2 separate regions of the Zea mays genome follow, and region 2 is linked to region 1. A link is a contact called in public Hi-C data. All regions are on one chromosome and are shown on one strand. Each heading gives the region's core, a stretch centred on a gene start, on an enhancer-like site or on the middle of the called end of the contact. The rest is flanking DNA. Distances are from core to core; before and after follow the strand shown. Region 1 holds the start of LOC541774 (Rop3 small GTP binding protein). Region 2 holds the start of LOC100381974.

Region 1 (5,283 bases), core at 889-3,388:
AAATTCAACTCAACGACGCTATACAAGGCAGTGGTATCCACGGGAGCAGTATGTGATTTCTATAAGTTTGTTTGGGAAAACTGTGCGCCTCCAAAAGTGAAGTTTTTTGGATGGCTCCTGGTACAAATTTGCCCTCTAATTGATATATAGCAGGTTCAGTGGATGGGGATAAGGTGAATACGACCTCAAATCTATCTCTGTCCGGACTAGTGAGCTCTACGGTCCCCCTGGCACAATGTATAACTACATTGCACTTTTGTAACCAGGTCATACCAAGGATCAAATCTATGTTCTTTTCATTTAGTACTATGGGTGTGGACCAAAAATTTCTTCCCAAGATTGTTATGTCTATTTGGTGGCTCATAAAAGTCGCTTCAATAGGTCCTTTAGGTGTGATAACTACCATGGGTTTACGCATGGCGACCCCTACGGCGACGACCGAGCTCTAACACCCTCATGAAGTGGTTTTCACGGTGGCAAGTGGAGGTCTATAAAGACGGGATGGGAGGAGGGGTGTCTCATACACGACTTTATAGCCCCTGAGAAGGTCGGTTGCGATGCTAGCTGGGAACGCGCAACAGGATAGAAGATCGGCTTCGGGTTGTTACGGGGAAGAGGCACAGTGCTCAAGTGTCCCCCCACACGTCAGTGAAACGATGCGACGTGGATGCGTTCTGAGCAGCGGACCCTGGCTGGTGGCGTGAAAGAGAGGAGGGCACAGAGCCGAGCGACTGACACGGGGGCTCTCCTATCGGCGCTTAGTTGCTTGCTAGGTTGTGTGGAGATGTGGGTATGGGTCGGCTAGGTGAATATGGCCCTCTTTTCCCTTTTTTCTTTTCTAATTTCCTTCCTATTTTAGTTTTCCAATTTAAATTCAATTCTATTTTGAAATTCAAACACATGTTCTAATGCACAGTTCAAAAACCTAGCATGAGATGCAACTGACTTCATTTTACTTATAGTTTATTAAATAAGTTTGTGAATTGATGTACCCCTTTTCTTCAAATACTCCTATAAAGGAAGTTATGCTTTCATGGTAATCATGTAATGTGACTTAACATGACATTTTTCGGAGGTGAACATGCAATCCTCCATATTATTTTTCGGGGGGAGGGGCCCGAGGGGCTTGTTCGGTTGCGTCGTAATCAAACAGGTTTGGAAGGTATTAAATCGTGATGGAATCCCCTTCGATCCCGACGTAACCGAAAAAGCTCGGAAATGAAATTGCACACGCGGGCCCTAAAATATTATATATATGGAACTATGGAAACAACCCTGTGATCGTCATCAGGAGCATGACATCAGAATCCTCAACTCGAGTTGCCTTCTAAGTTGTAACCCCTACCTGAGCAATCACGCACGGTTCCTATCTGAAGCCATCGTAGCAGGGTCGTAGGGTAGGGTGATTAAGAAACATGAACCAAAGAAGTGTGCAGTCAATTTGGCACACCACAAGAGAAAAATCCTGCGAACCGTGGGCGCAAAGACCTGATGGTTCTTAAGGTTCGAGTCAAGAACGGTGGGAAAGCAGATCAGACCAAGGTCAAGCCGTGCAAGTCCCCGGCATCAAAGAACCTTCCGTCAATTCTTTTCTACTTTGAAATTTCGCGTATTACTGCCACCAAACTGTGAAGAGCAGAGCAGGACCAGACAAAAACCCGCTGTATATGTAAACAAACAAAAGGACGCTACTGGAGTAGTCGGACGTACAGCCGCTACAGGCACAGTCACGGGGAGCGAACCGGCCGGGAATCGTACAAAAGCTTTGGCTTGGATCTGATCTGACGAGACAGAACAGAACATGCCATCAGCACCTTGGCTGATTAGCACTAATGGCTCGCGATTCAATACACAAGACGCCGGATTCAAGTAAATGACGACGATGAGGTGTCCATGCACTTATAAAGAAACATCTTTTCTTGAACGATTCTAGGCCTCCTTGCACGTGCACGTAGACGTACGTAGCAAAGGTCCTCCGTTCCACTGTTCAAAGTTCAGACTAGCAGGTCGAGATCTCCTCTCTACAGGCAGCCAGAGTTCTAGCTGAGCAGCAAAAGATTGCAGCGATTTGACGAGCAAACAAAGATATATATAAGATTCGCCACACCGACACCTAGATGTCACACGCCAGCCCGCAGGTGGTATATAATAATAGTGAAAAAAAAGAGAAGCTGCTTCTGGGATGGCTGCATTTATGCAGGCACACTGCTGCCGGCAGCCACGACTGGTTGGAAGGAGGGAGGGGTAGTAGTAAAACCAGGTAGGTGTGGCTGGCTCGTGCAGCGGCGGCAGGCGGCAGTGAGAGCGATGAGCGCGGCGGCGGCGAGCTCGGTCACCAAGTTCATCAAGTGCGTCACGGTCGGCGATGGGGCCGTCGGGAAGACCTGCATGCTCATCTGCTACACCTGCAACAAGTTCCCCACGGTTGAGTGCTCCCATCTATTCACTACTACCTCCTTGTTCTTTCTGAGCTCGGTTCGCCGCCCTCCTCTCGTTAGTCGTTACCAATGGCTCGACACCCTCTGCATTTTTTTTCTTATTCGGATGGACAAGACAGGGTTTCAGTTCTTTCTGTCTATCCAGCTCGGTTTCGAAGAGAGTGGAGGCAGATTCAGTACCGTACTTCTTGGTTAGGGGGCAGTGTGGTTATTCCATTGTGATGTTTCAGCCTCTTTTCCCTTTCGGCAGGATTATATCCCCACCGTATTTGACAACTTCAGCGCCAATGTCTCCGTGGGTGGGAGCATCGTTAACTTGGGCCTCTGGGACACGGCAGGTGGGGGGTGGGCGACATCAGATTGTCAACTAGTGTTTCCATCTCTTCTGTTTTCTGCCGGAAATGGTTGGTTTGGATGCAGGCCAGGAGGATTACAGCAGGTTGAGGCCTCTCAGCTACAGGGGTGCCGATGTGTTCATCCTCTCCTTCTCCCTGGTCAGCAGGGCGAGCTATGAGAACGTCCTCAAGAAGGTACTGACTACTGAGAATAGTTCCGGACGAAAATTTATGATTAGGGATCTGTACAGCCGCAACTAGGAGTTTCTTGACTCACTAAAATCCTGCAAACTCCTTACTTCACAACATTGTTACATGGATGTATCAGTTTGGATTTCACACAGCAATAACTGAGTACTGATCATCAGCGTCCGTCTGTACAGTGGATGCCAGAGCTTCGCCGATTTTCACCTACTGTTCCTGTAGTTCTTGTTGGAACCAAACTAGGTAACTAATGTTGATGCTGGCATGGCCTAAATATTCCAAGCACAATAGTTCTGTATTTATCCAGGCATATCTGCCACTGCAGATCTCCGTGAAGACAGATCTTACCTTGCTGACCATTCTGCTGCTTCCATCATCTCTACTGAACAGGTAATATGGCCACAAAATGGGCTCAAATCATCATTCATTCGATACTAGAACACTTTTGGCTAATTTTTTTTCCCTTAAGAACTGAAAGGGGCACCTGCACTGCACAGCAGTCACTGCAACTGATAACATTATTCTCTTGTAATGCTAGGGAGAAGAGCTCAGGAAGCAGATAGGCGCTGTGGCGTACATAGAATGCAGCTCAAAGACACAGAGGGTATGGTTCTGCTCATTAGCATTACAGTTCACAGCCTGACAGTATCTGGTTGTACCAAGTCACATCCTCTCCAAATAAACATAAGTTGTCAAGAACTTCAGAAAAGAGTAGTAATGATTTTTAATCATCTGAGAACAGAACGTAAAGGCTGTGTTCGACACTGCAATTAAAGTAGTGCTGCAACCACCGAGGAGAAGAGAAGTTACCAGGAAGAAAATGAAGGCAAGGTCGAATCAGTCTCTGAGGTAAGATGCGATCATGGACTCATCTCTGTCAAAGTATTATCGCTGTACATAGAAATTTGCACGATGTGAAATAAATTTTGGTGGATCCGTGGTGCTAACAACGTGGATGCGTTTTCATGAGTATTCTATTGCTGGGCTGGTCAAGGCCAGAATATTTTAAACCAAGCCCATGTGACTTCAGAATTATAAATTAGGGCATGGTACATCTCATGTTTACAGTTTTGAATGTGGCATCACTGAGTCTCAAATTTACACATAGACAATTGGGCATTCAATTGCTGTTTTAGGCATTTGGGAAAAATTGTACGATAATCCACATCATGATTCAGACACATCTTAGGCCATCTCCAGCAGGAGCGTGTATACGGGTGTGCAAAGTTTTGTTTACAGAATGAAGTTCGAAATAGGAAGTAAGATAGGGAGCGGGATATGCTGGAGATAGCCTTTACCGTTGTGTTGTGATATCGCACACTGACTTGTACCTTTTGACTTATTTCAGCAATTCCTGCATTATCATCAAACCAACTCGACGAAAATTACTCAAAAATGTTACTAGAGAACAATAATAATTGACATGTTTTGAAGTACGTTATGATGTTATTGATTGCAAGTTTCTTCACTAAAAGCTCTTGTCGCTTTTCAAGTCCTGTTTGAAATTGTTGTCATTTGTAGTACTGTTGTCTGAACTTTGCTGTAGCCTGTACCAAAAATTTGCAATGGTCTATATATAGTCTGCCTTTGTATTTTACAGTCTTTATTGACTTTTTTTTACCAGTTATGTATATAGGCACTTTAGAAGAAAATAAACTTCATATATGCCAGGGGTGAGTGCTTCATAAAAAAAGGGGAAACTATAGAAGGTAGAATTATCCAACAAAATTAGGGCCACTAAGTTGAAACACCACATAAATCACTCTGCAATTCTTTTAATAACATGGATAAAAAAGGAAAATATTATGGTTTGGCTTATGTAAATGCCTATGTTCTAGGAGATCATTATTCGTAAATTTCAATGTTTTAACACTTGTCGGTTGTGCAGAAGATACCTCTGTGGAAGCGGATGTTTCACATCGTAAAGCACAGGCTCTTCTGCGACTGTTGTACTGGACTGGCTAGATGGTTGCAGCTCTATGAATGAGTAGTCCCTTCCGCAGCCACTGGGAACTTCTGGTTCTCTGCTACCTTCCGATAGAGTGCTCTTCTGCGTTCACCAGCTGTGCAAAATGAAGTGAGGTCCTAGTTTCTAAATTCCCTACGAGGTGTACCTTCTTTAGTATGAATGGTAGGCTATTTAGCAGTTCAGCAAAGTGTGAAGTGACCCTTCTATGCATGTTTTGTTTCCAAAAACTGATGTAGCTAAATCTCTAATGAATGGTTATGGTCGCACCGGAAGAAAAGAAGTTATTGTAGACTATTAATTCCAGTTTTTACTGTTCCTCGTCAAAGATGCATGTCCT
Region 2 (5,283 bases), core at 947-3,446, 140 kb after region 1:
CGTGCATGCCTTCATTATTACACACTGTTTTGATGAGGAAACTAATCCTTATAATCACGACCACCTCCTTTTTATGCCCCTGTTGTTTTGACCCAGTTGGTTATGCCTTCCACCATGTCGTGGGCCCGTGTACGCGCGTCACGGCGTCATCCAGGCCGCATGTGGTCTCGCGCCTGATCGCTCAATCATCCGGTCGGCTATAACGGGGGGCGGGGGAATACCGACTCAGGCTTCCTATACCATCCAAAGCCCAGGGCTTCCAATATAGGACGGGGGAATACCGACCCGGGCTTCCTATATCATCCAAAGCCCAGGGTTTCTAATATACCAACCACACACACACACACACACATATATATATATATATATATATATATATATATATATATATATATATATATATATATATATATATATATATATATATATATATATATATATATAGGGTTACTATGCCTCATATACGTTAATTAACACATTTTTATCCTAATTAAACCCCATGACATGATAATAATATGTATTGTGGTACTACAATGATTTTTTAAAATTTCTAAAATGGTAAATACGTGTTAATTAACTTATGCTGTCTCCGATAATTCCCTCTATACATCTTTCCTTATATGTACTTTTAATATATTTTACTATCTTCCACTAAAAATTCTTCTCCATATACAATTTATCTTATATAATTTCTCCTACACACTATAACTCAGTTAATTAACACATATTTATCATTTTTAAAATTTTTAGAAAATCATACAATGTATGTAGTGTTATAATACATATTATTATCATGCCACTAGGCTTAATTAAGGTTAAAAACATGTTAATTAACGTATAATAGGAGCACGATGCTTCTTTATACACATGAAGAACTATAAATTGTTAAAGATGAAATCGTGAGCTTTTCATTGAGAGCTTGCTCGGTTAGGAGTGTATTAAAAAGAATTAGAGATGATTAAATCTTTTGCTAGTAAAAAAAAATAAAAGGAGATTTCATTTTTCTAGTCTCCTTTGATCTATATGCAATCGAAATAAAAGTTTTACGGGTAGGGTCTAAGTTAATGGTCGTGCAAAATACTGTTTTGCATTATATATTGAACTGTTTGCAGAGTGAAGTTTGAAATAGTAAGATAAAGAGTGGGATAAGTAGTCATCTTAGGCTCTGTTTGGGAGGGCTTCGACTCCTTCAAAAGAGTACCTCTTCCACAGGAGCTGGTGCCTTTGACAGATTGTTTCACAAAACACGTATTTTTTGATTCGGTGTTGTGGCAAAAAAATACGATGAAATCTGAACACTGTCAACTTCAGGCAAAGCATCAAACGCAAAACAAGATATTAACATGTGAAACATCTAGCATTGTCATTACAATGTTTAGCAAAACTGCTATCTACTATCTGAAATTTGCTACTTGATACAAGAAGCTAATTGGTAATTGAAACTTCCTTACCAGATCACTAGCAAACGAAGTTGCTTTCTTATGAATGCTTTCTTATGACAACTTAACACAAACTTCCTTATCAGATCACTTGTCAAACTGCTTCAGCTCGACACAAACTGCTTCCTTATCAGATCAGCATCATAAGATATAAGTAACATGATTTTTTGAACTTCCTTATGACTGTCAGTATATGAGCATCTGGCGGCGCGGCGTTGCGACACGGCGATGGCTCGGGAAGAGATACTGCTCGAGGAGAGATTGCGCTGCGGCGATGGGGAGAGAGGCAGCGTGGATCTACGCATACGTGGAGCCGTGCAGAGCTAAAATTTAAGCTCCGGCTCTCAGCCTAGGACATGACGTTTGGGAGGGAACCGGCAAAGAGCCAGAGCCGGAGCCCGGAGCCCTTCCAAATAGCCTCTTAGGCTATCTCCCGCAGACGGTGTAAACGGTCGTGTAAAGTACTATTTGTATTGTAGATTATTCGTGGAATAAAGTTTGAACTATGGAGCGAGTACGGTGATATCTGTTGAGAGAGCAATCCAAACACGCCCTTCGTGTCAAGACAGCTGACACACGATTGGTGCGTATCGAAAGTACTCGTTAATATCTCCGGCATCGTCACGGCGGCAGCCGGGATCCCCCCCGGTACGAGTTGGTCGAGCCGTCACGTGGGGCCGCTCTGGCACTGCCCCATGGCCCCCATCAAACACTCGCCCCAACCTCAAACAGTGAACGGCGCCACCTCTCCGCCGCCGTCAGATCGGAGCTCGACTCCGAACCCCGCTTTTCAGCCGCCATGGCGGCGCCACCGCGCCGCTCGCTCCTTGTCCTCCTCGCGGGGATCCTAGTTTTCGGCTCCCTCACCACCCTCGCCACAGCCATCTACGAGGACCAAGTCGGTCTCGCGGACTGGTACGTGGACTCGCTCCCCTAGATCCGATCCTCCTTTAGCTTAGGCCGGCGCGACGTAATGGAACTTCGAGCTCCTAGTTCAGATCACGACTAGGATTGTGTTGTGAGCAGCTGTGCGCGGTGTCAGTACAGGTTTGCTAGGTTTCGGCGAATCAGGGTGTGGATTACGAGCTTCCAACTGAATTCTGTAGTAGTAGCGGTGAATGTTGCGGATTAGTCCTGTCGGGTTAGTAGAGAAGTTTCTTTAGCTATATAGCGATTATACAGTGATTGCATCCTAGCGGAGCTAGAATTAATTGGAAGCCTGGGCAACTTAAAAAGACTACATAATATAAAAAATCATAAATATACTGCAAAGTACTTAAAAATTTGCTTGCATGTATATAATATGCTAATCTCATATAACATGAGGTAGACTCATTTTCCAGTCTTTATGCTATGACGTTGTGTCATCATATAATTATCAAATGCTTTAAATAATTTCCACTTAATGTAACACTAACACACCACCAAGTGATTGAACCATTTATCTGAAATTCTGTTGCGTGGTTTGCCCTTAATTATTTTCATTGTGTAGAATAAAATTTGTACGACTCGAAATACCTGACACCGTGATCTTGGATATGAAGCAGAAAAAAATTAATGATTCAAGCTAATTATCGCTTGGGTCGGCATCGACAGCATTGCTGTTATCGTGGAGATGAGCCAAATGAGATGACTGTTGACATTATCATTGCTTTTATCTGGTGCAAACAAAAGATGTGCATGAGTGTGGGTGGAGTCTGCTCTCGTACAACCCATATGAAAAGAAAATGAAGTTAGGCCATACAACCTTTGGTGATGTAGAATCTGTTTGTAGGCATGGCATCCAGCAAGCAGCGGCAGCGGATACACATGACCATGCGACCAGATGAGAAATTATGGGCGGCTGCCTGGAAAAAAATGAAAAAAATTACCTAGATATAATAGGCTTTTGCTGGAGATTAAGCCCGAGCAAGAGCCCACCCTGCCCGGGCCTTAGCTCCGCCCATGTCCTAGCCTGAAATTCTCTGTTTTTAGCTATTTAACGAGTATACAGAGAATCTTGTTCTTGGGCTAGATTCATGGATGGGCATGGGCTTCATCATTTGAATAAAGTGCAGTCTGCATGAGCCTGAGTTGGTTTGCGTTTTGTGGATGAGGTTTGCGTTTTTTTAGATGCTTGATGTTCCCTGGTGCACTTTGCATGGTTTACATGGAAGGTTCAGTTTTGTACCATGGATATTGGCTGAGTATCGCAACATGGTTGACCTATGTATGCATGCAGCGCAGCCAGTCAATTCTTGGTTACCGCATTGCCTTGCTTATGATAATTAATGCTACCTTTGTTCTCGAATATTTGTCGCCCGCTAGTTCATTTTTGAGCTAAACCGCGATAAATAAAAAAGAACGGAGAGAGTATTAAATTAGGACTTAAGCTTAACCTTTAGTTATTGTATTACCTCTGTATATTTTCTTCTAAATATATTTGGTGTATCGGATTTAAGTTTCTTCCTATAGAGGTAAAGTTTCTTAATAGTTATCACGATGGAAGAATGAATTTGTCTTTCTCCCTAAATGTTACTATTCCTCTCAATTCATGGTCTCCCTCATCCTTCCTCGAGTCCTCAAACTCCTTAAAGCCTCTAGTATTTAGCCTGTGCCATCCTGTTCCTCGCCATACAGTAGTTATCCTTTTATATCCACCTGATGTCTGAGTATACATCACAATACATCATTATCAGATTGTAAGCACTGCTTGATCTAGTGCTATGGATCCTGAAGGGGTTTACCCGGTAGAGGGGATTAGTGGAGGATTATGGGCCTCATTAATGGGCCGGTATTCATTTGTAATAGTATAAATACTACCTCTTGTACTGGAACAATCATCTATGAAAATAACAGAATACCAAAATCCCCAACTCTTACCTGTTTTCCCTTACCTGGGATACGACACTCGAGGAAGAACTCACCGGAGTTCTTCTGGTTGCTGCTCACGACGCGGAGGCGGGCGCCCTTCGTCCAAGGGCAGTGACGCAGATTTGCTGAATTGCTTCAGTATCCATGATTTCTCCTCTCTCTTAATCAGGTTTATGGGGGACTTGACATCTACTTCTCTTGAATTGCTCACAGGCTGTGCTAACCCATTGAGAAGTCTATGTTTCATGATGTGCCCTGTGGTGCTGTGTTAGTTCTATATATGATAAAATAATTCTGTGGTAAAACTGCTGTAGAGTTCACTATTTGATGTGGAATCATGTAATCAGTTATTGCTAGTTGCTTCACCTGTTAACATCATTTAATTTGTAGCTACCTACATGCAGTCTTTTGGAGTAATACAACAACACCATTTTAATATGTTGATGTCCTTCACAGGCACCAGAAGTACATTGGCAAAGTAAAGCAAGCAGTTTACCACAGCCAAAAGAGTGGAAGGAGGCGTGTTGTAGTCTTGACAGAGGAAAATGTGATCTCATCTCTTGATCTACGTTCTGGAGATATATGTGAGCCTTCATGTTCACAGATTAGCAAATCTAAAGTGCAGTCTCATATTTTGCTCACACATTTGTCCTTAATATCTGTGTGTTTTATGTGGTGCAGTCTGGCGACATGTCATTGACAAGAACGACCCCTTGGATCAGCTTAGTCTTTCACTTGGAAAATGTTAGTCTAATATTTTATTCCCTTATTAGATGCCCTTGAGAAAATTGCTCTATTGCTGCTCTCTGTTTATTTCATTCTATTATGTTTCTTCCACTTCTGATGGGATTTCTTATTGCTTGGCATCCAGTCTTGCTAACTTTATCCTCCAAACAACTTGTTTTTTATGCATTCGAAACTATATTTTTTTGTACCCATTTCTTACCTGTAAGGCCAATGATTCAAGACACCCCCTCGATTTTGTTCGAAC

Evidence for each region. A called contact is a pair of places that touch in the nucleus more often than the background predicts.
Region 2: a contact with region 1 is called in a Hi-C map of ear, with 2.0 times the contacts expected there. The contact joins the promoter of LOC100381974 here to the promoter of LOC541774 in region 1. A contact is called at or near these places in 3 of 25 Hi-C or Micro-C datasets (ear, seedling and tassel).

The regions. Positions count from the first base shown.
Region 1 is chr6:143,722,463-143,727,745 of Zm-B73-REFERENCE-NAM-5.0, forward strand. LOC541774 (Rop3 small GTP binding protein) reads left to right here and starts at 2,139. Exons shown (of 8, transcript NM_001111460.2): 1 at 2,139-2,424; 2 at 2,689-2,776; 3 at 2,859-2,968; 4 at 3,157-3,220; 5 at 3,303-3,367; 6 at 3,516-3,581; 7 at 3,720-3,826; 8 at 4,866-5,216. The coding sequence starts at 2,308. The coding sequence ends at 4,902.
Region 2 is chr6:143,861,747-143,867,029 of Zm-B73-REFERENCE-NAM-5.0, forward strand. It overlaps LOC100381974, which reads left to right and starts at 2,197. Exons shown (of 12, transcript NM_001361565.1): 1 at 2,197-2,354; 2 at 4,749-4,876; 3 at 4,974-5,036. The coding sequence starts at 2,239.